3 separate regions of the Mus musculus genome follow, and all the other regions are linked to region 3. Evidence: chromatin contacts called from public Hi-C data. All regions are on one chromosome and are shown on one strand. The core of a region is the stretch at or near the end of the contact, and the rest is flanking DNA. Distances in the headings are between cores, read along the strand shown.

Evidence for each region. Hi-C and Micro-C count contacts between places; a contact is called where the count stands out from the background.
Region 1: a Hi-C map of bone marrow-derived macrophages shows a contact between it and region 3, with 2.6 times the contacts expected there. The contact joins two enhancer-like sites. A contact is called at or near these places in 1 of 15 datasets of contacts at CTCF or cohesin (the NIH/3T3 cell line), 5 of 484 Hi-C or Micro-C datasets (the HPC-5 cell line, bone marrow-derived macrophages, embryonic stem cells and 2 more) and 2 of 115 datasets of contacts at active chromatin or transcription factors (the 230-238 cell line and bone marrow-derived macrophages).
Region 2: a Hi-C map of the N1E-115 cell line shows a contact between it and region 3, with 4 times the contacts expected there. The contact joins two enhancer-like sites. A contact is called at or near these places in 1 of 15 datasets of contacts at CTCF or cohesin (the NIH/3T3 cell line), 4 of 484 Hi-C or Micro-C datasets (the N1E-115 cell line, bone marrow-derived macrophages, nephron progenitors and 1 more), 1 of 115 datasets of contacts at active chromatin or transcription factors (bone marrow-derived macrophages) and 1 of 9 other capture datasets (pancreatic islet).

What each region holds. Positions count from the first base shown.
Region 1 is chr12:38,863,114-38,865,970 of GRCm38.p6, reverse strand. Etv1 (ets variant 1) reads right to left here. Exons shown (of 13, transcript NM_007960.5): 13 at 1-423. The coding sequence ends at 202. Among named protein-coding and RNA genes, the nearest start is that of Gm34611, 42 kb to the left of the region's middle. Within about 2 kb of position 1,355, at least 40 of the 459 cell types and tissues checked have an H3K27ac peak or open chromatin away from gene starts, as enhancers often do. A contact at or near this core is called in the HPC-5 cell line, bone marrow-derived macrophages and macrophages, where this site is marked.
Region 2 is chr12:38,842,302-38,845,435 of GRCm38.p6, reverse strand. All of the region lies in intron 8 of Etv1 (ets variant 1), which reads right to left. Among named protein-coding and RNA genes, the nearest start is that of Gm34611, 63 kb to the left of the region's middle. Within about 2 kb of position 1,560, at least 71 of the 459 cell types and tissues checked have an H3K27ac peak or open chromatin away from gene starts, as enhancers often do. A contact at or near this core is called in the N1E-115 cell line, the NIH/3T3 cell line, bone marrow-derived macrophages and 1 more, where this site is marked.
Region 3 is chr12:38,927,814-38,930,891 of GRCm38.p6, reverse strand. No RefSeq gene overlaps it. Among named protein-coding and RNA genes, the nearest start is that of Gm34611, 22 kb to the right of the region's middle. Within about 2 kb of position 1,736, at least 184 of the 459 cell types and tissues checked have an H3K27ac peak or open chromatin away from gene starts, as enhancers often do. A contact at or near this core is called in the HPC-5 cell line, the N1E-115 cell line, the NIH/3T3 cell line and 3 more, where this site is marked.

The DNA of each region.
Region 1 (2,857 bases), core at 106-2,605, 65 kb after region 3:
GCCCACCAGCAAATAAAGTGCGCAGTCCATGGCAGACCATAGAATAATGCAACAGGAAAAGCCCCCTTTTGTATTATCATTTAAAAAATAAAGTACAAACAACAGAAATAAAACAAACATCGAAGAGAATTCGGTGATTCTCTGCATCTTGAAAAAAAAAGAGGCGAAGCACGGGGTGCCTTGCTTGACGGGTTACTCATGTTAGTACACGTATCCTTCGTTGTAGGGGTGAGGGTTGCAGCAGCCCCCTTCGGGCATGTAGGTCATGCTCTCATCAAAGTGAGACAGAGGCACTGTGTCCTCTTCGTTGATGTGACGTTCCATGTCCGTCTTCAGCAGTGGGCGCTGGTTATCCGGAAAGGCCATAGAGAAAAGGGCTTCCGGGTCACACACAAATTTGTACACGTATCTTTCTCCAGCCACCTGAGAATATCACAGAAAAGGCCACAGGAGTAAGGGAAAGAGAAACAAACATGAATTAACAGATCAGCAGAAATGGAGGCCAGAAGAGACTATGCAACTAAGTAATAGACACATCTTCATGGGGGAAGAGTCCTTACTTTGTGAAATAAGCCATGCTTCAATGAAGGGAAATACAAAATGTTGAGCTACAGTAATAATTAATTCTAAGAAAAACTAAGAAAATCAGCAGTTGTTTTTGCCTTTTTAACATAAAGATGCATTTACACTGTCATTGGTGGGAGAAAAATCAATGATATAATGTAAGCAATTCACATTGAAGGTTTTTTTGTTGTTATTTGTTTTAAAGGTAACATCTATGCTTTGGAAAATCTCTTTAAGATTTATCTTTCCCTTACTATTATATTTCTACAACTTTCAAGTTTTAAAAGAAAAAAAAATGTGTTTTATTCCTAAGAGTAGAGTAGTGATCACTGATACCCAGGATGCACTGCTTCTTTTTCCTGCATCTTCCTCTGGTACTGTGTACCCTCCATCTAAGAAAGTCCCAAAGATACATAGCCTTATTTAAATGAAGGATGGAGCAGAAGAACATTATCCTGAGCACATCACTTTTTAAAATGAAAGCAAGATACGTTAGATGAAACTTAAGGATGTGTGTAAAGTGTCAAATTGAAGTAAGAGGCGTAAAAAAAAAGTGAAAGGAATCTAAAATACACACTGGGAAGGGAGGAAATGAGAAAAGGAAATGTGTCAAGCGCCTGAAATAAAGGAGATGTAGCACAATTTGTAGAGAAAGACATGCCCCAAACTTAAGTTGTGAAGAGTAATGCTTCTGTAGAAACTGATAAACAATGGAAAGAGAGAGACAGATGTATCTGCCATTAATAGACAACGCTAAGGAACTCAAGACCCAGGGGATCTATGGGGAACAAAGGCAGTTCCCTGTGTGAAGTGTGACAGTGACAGTTCTCTCTCTCTCTCTCTCTCTCTCTCTCTCTCTCTCTCTCTCTCTCTCTCTCTCTCTCTCTGTGTGTGTGTGTGTGTGTGTGTGTGTGTGTGTGTACATAGCTCACAACTTCAGATAGCTGAAACCAATCCACCATCTCCTGTTTCTGTGTCAAAAGGTCTTGCTAGTTGATTTGTGACATGGGGAAGCAGTGTGCTCACAGTTTATAAACTCTCTGTGCATGTTTGGGAGACAAGGAATGACTGCCAAGGAGTCTGCTGCTCTGGACTCAGAGTTAGAATATTTGTTGCCCTGAATTTAAGTAAAAGGAGCCACATTAGAGTCCAAGTAATCTGGATATCTAGAGGTTTGAAAGAGCCAACCCCGAGAGATGTTTATGAATCTGGACATGTTTCTTAAACTGCTCTTCAGTTCCTTGTCTTGTGAAATTGAAACAGGAAGGGCTCCTTGGAAGGCCAGCTGTGATGCATAGAAAAACTCTAGCACAGTTCAAAGCAAATGGAGACACCTAGTTAACTCTCCTCCTTTAGACCTCATTACATACACACATTCACACACACACACACACACACACACACACACACACACACACACACACACAGACACACACACACAGACACACACACGGAATGAAGTAATGAAGTGAGTCCCAAAGTAAAAACCAGGCAGTTTCAGACAAAAGCTGAGATATACAGAATATATCTTAGTTTTGTTTCCGTTCTTCCCTATTTTTCAAACTACTTTCAGGAAACGAAGGTAAAATAAATGCTGTATTCAGCATGCCTCTGAGTCTTCTATAGCCCACTCTGTTTAGTTTGGGGCTACAGAAAAAGAATTGTTTGCTTTAGGGAGTGCACCTGTTTTGTCTGACACGTTTGACATGTTGGGGTTGTCTTCACTTAGAAGCAATGTAATAAGTGAGAACGATTTCATCATGAGGAATTTAAATGTACAATATGCAGCAGAAATCATCAAATATCGTAGGAACTTCTGCTTTCTACTTCCTTCTAGTTTCCTGTGAGGGAACACTTTCATGCTACCTCCATACTTTCCACCCCGTTAAAGCTGACATACAAACAGAGTGAATGATGCCCTCCTTGGTTAGTGATACAGTTGTGGTGTAAGAAGCCCTGTAGGTTATTAGGTAAAGCTAAAGGCAACAGTGAGGTGACAAAACACAGGGATTTTGTGGAGGAACATATCAGAAGTAAACAGGGAGGTAGATCTGTCAAATAAAGCCCAGACAGATATTTAAATTACATTTCAACTTTTAAATTTTCAAGATGGTTCAGCAAGGGTACTTGACACCAAACCTGACAACCAGAATTCGACACCTGGGACCCACAGATTGGAAAGTCAAGCTTGATTACTGCAAGGTATCATCTGACTTGCACACATACACTGGTGGTACACACACACACACACACACACACACACACACACACACACTAAATAAATAAGTAAATA
Region 2 (3,134 bases), core at 311-2,810, 85 kb after region 3:
TTCCTCTTGGTTTCATCTTTCCTGGGATTCCTACCATATTGGGATAATTTGTTCTGCTTGCTTCTAATAAAAATGGAACAAGTAACAGATTTTAGCTTGAACTAGGTCAGACACAGCATACTGGATTCATATATGATGGCTTTAGTAGAATATCTCTTACACTTCATGTTATCCTCTAACCTGAGGTATGAGTTTATGGCACTTTGTTGAAGGACTTTGAAGAAATCTACAGAAATCATGATAAAAATCATCCCACTGAGTATCCTTCATCGGTGCCAGGTCTGCTAATCTATGCTGGATACTGTGTTAGGCACTGCTTAAACATGACAATATTTCATCTCTACAAATACACTAAGGCCCCTTTGGAAATAAGTAAATTGGGAGGCAAAAGAAATCGCAAAGCTTGCTCCATATGATACAAATGGTCAACAGATATCAGGCCCAGGAGTTGGTGTTTTCAAATGTCACACGAACTGAGTGATTTTACAATTAATGCTGAACATAACTAAAAAGCAGATCACAGTAATACAGCAATAAGCTCTTAAGGCTCACACAGAAAGAGGAGTTAAAATCAAAGTTAGAGATCTATTAAATAATCACAACCCTAGCACTGCTCATTTGACAACTTTATTTGGCTTTTTTGAGTATTTTCCCATTCATTTGGATTATCTGTCCTTAAGAAAGTTACCAACAACTATTAACAGCAATAAATAAAAACACAATGAAAACAATAAGTATCTCTTTAACCCAATACAATTTTTAAAAAAAACTTATTTCAAGTTATGAAACCCATTCCACCACTTACCTAGCTAAATCATTTGAGTATGGAAATAATTGAGCTCCAAAACATTTCATAAGAATATTTAAAATCCAAAAGCCTACACTCAAATGAGTGCACACAGACACAGGAATGCACAGGTGTGGTCATTTTACACACACACACACACACACACACACACCGTTTTGAAAAGAAGGTAATCTTTTGGCTCTTTTGTTCACATTCACTAAACACATACATTCAAACCCAGTGGTCTTTAAACTGTTTCATTTCATTTCAAATCTCAGCTCCACTTATAAAAACAGTTGATGTTCATTTCAGCCACTGGTCGTAAGCAACGCAAAGCCTAAGTGTCCTGGTTGTTCTGTTTGAAAAGAAAGCATAAATTACACACTACAAAAGTGTACTCCACCCTGTCAAGTTCCCCTTTCTAAACTAGCCCAGCTAAGGAGCATGTCATCCCTCCCTTCCCCCTTTCCTGCCTGCAAAATCCAAGTTAGACAAACACAGTGGGGCTGAGATGACATATTTGAATGGAATTCAGACCCACCAGTTCCTGTTTATGTTTCTGATTTGAGAATGTTGTCTTCCCATTCACCATACATTAGGAACTCTGGAAAGCCATAAATGGTGTCAGGTTACACACAAGCAGGACCAATGAACATTAATCATTACTTCCAGTCAACTGGCAAAAGCAACAGCTGATGGAACACTACACCCTCCAGCTCTTTATAAATGACATTCCAGAGAGTCAGGCTTTGTGCATGTGTGTGTGTGTGTGTGTTTCCTTTCAGTCTCCATTTTATGAATGAAACTCCAGGCTCTATGGAGTCCATTCATGGAAAAGAAACGCTTACAAGGCTCTGCCCCTAGGGATCAATCAGTCATGGGTAAAACTGATATGATTGGTTTAAGACAGCCTTCAGCCTTCCATTACTGACTTAAAATGCAGTCCCTGTCCATTTGACCTGTGTTAATGCATGAAGAGTAAATCCAGACTGTAGTCTCAATTCTCAAATCAAATCACTCGCCAAGGCCACTTACAGTAACTGTAGATTTAGAGTATATTGAAGCATTTCTTAGAAAAACTGAGAGCACAGACCAGGATCATGGTTGGGGAGAGTTACTACTTTAACCAGAATCAAATGAGAAAAAGCCACACAACCCACATTGGGCCATTAGAAGCTAAGTCAAACTGTGAGGCTAATCCGTGACAACTATTATAATAATAAGATCAATTAGGTAAAGACCACTGTCACTTTTCACAATGGAAGCACCTGAAACATCCGCCTACTTGTCGACAAACCCCAGGTTGAGTAAAAGAAAACTATCATTGTAGGCTAGAGCAACAAATAGAAAGTTAACATCTTCCAAAAAAAAAAAAAAAAACAAAAAAACAAAAAACAAAAAAAAACAATAGTTCCTTCTTTAACATCCCCAAGTCCATTTCTTTCAGCAACAATATTAAAAGTTAGGAAAGGAAGGAGTTACAGAGACAAAATTTGGAGCTGTGACGAAAGGATGGACCATCTAGTGATTGCCATATGCAGGGATCCATCCCATAATCAGCTTCCAAATGCTGACACCATTGCATACACTAGCAAGATTTCCCTGAAAGGACCCAGTTATAGCTCTCTCTTGTGAGACTATGCCGGGGCCTAGCAAACACAGAAGTGGATGATCACAGTCAGCTATTGGATGGGTCACACGGCCCCTAATGGAGGAGCTAGAGAAATTACCCAAGGAGCTAAAGGGAACTGCAACCCTATAGGTGGAACAACATTATGAACTAACCAGTACCCGGGAGCTCTTGTCTTTAGCTGCATATGTATCAAAAGATGGCCTAGTCGGCCATCACTGCAAAGAGAGGCCCATTGGACTTGCAAACTTTATATGCCCCAGTACAGGGGAACGCCAGGGCCAAAAAGGGGGAGTGGGTGGGTAGGGGATTGGGGAGTTGGGTATGGGGGACCTTTGGGATAGCACTGAAAATGTAAATGAGGAAAATACCTAATTAAAAAAGAAAAAGAATTTGGGAAGAAAAAAAAAGTTAGGAAAGAGCGAAGTTAAGCTGAAAGGAATGTGGCCTTGAGTAAAGATGCTTTATAGAGAGCAGAGCTGAGCCTTCGGGAGTGTCACATCTCAGGTACACAAAGCCAGAGTTTCTAGAACCATAATCAGAGTTGCACTGGAAATGACCAAAAATAGAAATGTCCAAAATGATCTACTCTAAGCAATCTCGAGGATGAATTGAAAAGGCCCAGTTCTAACCTAAGCAGTGCGACGTGTGTATTGCCAGCCATCTGGACGAGGAAAGAAAGCAAGTCTGTCTCTTGGTTACTTGAACCTGCATAGG
Region 3 (3,078 bases), core at 487-2,986:
ATATACAAATTAAAATTATAATGTTTAATAACTTCTTTTTGGCTTTCGTGATTGGTAACAGAAAAATTAGCAACACAGTATCTGTTAGTCACTGCTTCTTCACCCCTGGTAGACAGCGTTGCTCAGAAGCAGCCCCTCTGCCTAATGCAATTGTCCTTCCTTTAAAACTGGGTTCCTATATTTAAAAGAAATATTTTAGTTAACAGAAAGAGCTCTAGTCTGGAAAGTGCCATCTCTTCTTCCTCTTTTTCTGATTCCCTTTCAACACCTGGGACACAGTGCTTCCTGGCTCAAAATTTGTTCCTTGGGTTTTATTTGGTTGATAGCATTTTCCTCCAAATATAGCTGTTTCCATATGTAGTGCAGGACTCCCAATAGCCACTCTCTCCAACCACATAGCACATGTGCCCTTGTACCCTGCCAGGCTGTGATGACCGGATAATTTTCAGCTGCAAGCCCGTAGTTTTTATTTTAATCTGGGAAGTTATAAAAATAACAATACTACATCACTTTCCAATTCACCAACTGACTTTAGTCTTTTGCTTTCCGATTCTTTTCATTTCTCTTTTATAAGCCCGCCAATGCTGTGGCTTTTGCTCCTCTTCCATATTTAATCAGAGCAACCAATGCTGAGAAGTTTTACAGGGAATTTAATTTGATCTGTTTAGAAACATTTATTTATTCCATATGGCATTTAAAGCAACTGAATTATTTTTGGTTCTGATGTTACAGAGACAAGATGAGAACTTTGAAGGGGTGGGGGGACGGGGGTAAGGATATACACAAACCGGAAATCAAGGAGCAGTTTCGTTGCAAAGATCTTCCATGAAACAGAAGTGAACAGAGTTCACAAGAACAAGGAAAAAAAATAAGTTACATGACAATTTTTGTGAATCTGAAGTCCCCAACACAATCCTCCTGAATTCAGGGGTTAAATTAGATTTCATGTGGCAGTGGCCTTGTGTTTTTGATCTGTGTTAACACCAACTAAGAGCCATGCTGTGGGGCTCTGTGACTGGTGAATGGCACCGCATTATCTCAGATTAGAGACAAGGAATGAGGTAAGAGTGCTAAGTAGCCTGGTTCAGTCTGCCTGCACTTTGCACCAATTCAAAAGGGCCTGGTGATTAGTGATTATTCAAGAGACATACATACTATAAAGTGTGGTATTTTTCTTCTATAGTTGCATAAATGTAGAAGGTCTGTATTGCAAACCCAGTAGCTAGAGTGGGGCATTTTGGCATAGCTGAAACTATTTTCCTGTAACAAAACGAAGGAACTAACAGGCAAGGAAAAAAGAATTTATTGGAAAAAACACAAAACTCCAAACCTGTTCATCAAACATTGCCTTAAATCCATTAACTTATACATGAGTGAAGTATCTAAACCAATGTGAGGTATAATTTGTCGTGGGATTTTTGTTGGTTGGTTGTTGACATTTTAACAACAGCAGAAAAACATTCTAATACATAAGCACAGATGCCAAACGAGTAAAGATCAAATTCCGTGAGGAGCCTTCCACTAGGGCCAGTAGGGTGCTGTGGTTAGGAACGAAAACAATCTGCTTAGCCCTCAACCAGGCTCCCTATGAAAGCCTGTCGGGAAGGCCATCACTTAGAATATATGTTACAAAGCTATGGTAACAGACCTTTTAGCCAGTTAAGAGCACGGCTGCAGTTTGCTGGCTCTCTGGGTTCCAGGCGTGAGTCATGCTTCCTGTTTAGCACACAGACGGAGCCTCTGTTTGAGGCTTCGTTATTTGGTAAAAGAATGGCAGCAGAGTGGTGCTGTGGCAGTGAGCTGGAAGCAATCACATTTACTGGGCTTACACGCATGAGAAATGCAAATAGGTTTCATCTGCAGGGATACGGGTTGGTGGCTTGACTCAAACACTTCATACTCTTAGGAAGAAGGAAGTTAAACCACAGGCTTAATCCTTGACTAAATCTTGAGGTATTCCTTACCACAAATTAGAAAATTGAAACCAAAACGGGTCCGGCCCTTCCAAAACCAAGGAGCTCAGCTCTTAGTTCAGAGTCTGTCAAACCCATCACGCTGGATGTTTTTACTTGCTTCATACCCAATGGCTTACTTTAAAGCCTTGTTAGGGCAGAGCCATCAAACTATGTGTGCCTGCTATGGGAACGGAGACTAGGTGGCAATAAGGCTTGAACAGGGAGTTTCAAATGACAAGAATGATCAGTACTTTATATCTGCAAGTTGTACTCCTACAAGTGTTACTCCCTGACCAACTGCCAACCCAAAAGCAAAATGTATCCACATTGAACATGTGCAGTATCTCTCTAGTACCATTGCCTAAATAATACAATATTAAAACTATGCATACAGCACCATCATTGTGTTAGTTTTTCTAAATAGTCTAAAGGTGACTTGAAGTAAGTTGAGGGAACACAATGGTTGCAGGCAATGTTATATTATTTTATACAAGGGACTTCAGAATTAGTGTGTTTCAATATCCATTGGGTTCATGGAATCAATCCCTCTGGGATAGAGACAGTTTAATTACTGAATGTCTCTATGTAACTACAGATCTTTTTACCTTCTGAAAACAACTATTAACCTAAAATCTTACTAGCTTTACTGTTATAAGATTCGTGCATTATGAACATTGTTGCTCCTGAAATGTATAACAAAAGTAGAGGAGAAGATCTACCAATGCCATTTCATACACAAAGTTCTCTGCTAATTACAGATATTAGCAATGATACCAATACTTAAGATAGTAAGAGAAGGGCTGGACTATAGCTTAATAGTAGAGCACTTGCGAGTGTGAGAACCGAGGTTTCAAATACCTCGAAAGAATCCTGCCCCACCCCTACACCCCAAATACACACACACACACACACACACACACACACACACAAATGAAATCAAGAGAGGCAGCTATGCCTTAAACTTAGTTTATATGAATGTTTTATTTTACTCTACTTCTTACCAAAGTAAACCATTTTAAGAAATCCTGCAACTATTTTTCAATTCTTCTTCATATGAGAAAAACAGTCCAGAGAACAGTAGTTTTATATATAGTTTAAGAAATAAGTGATTTGAAATGAAGGG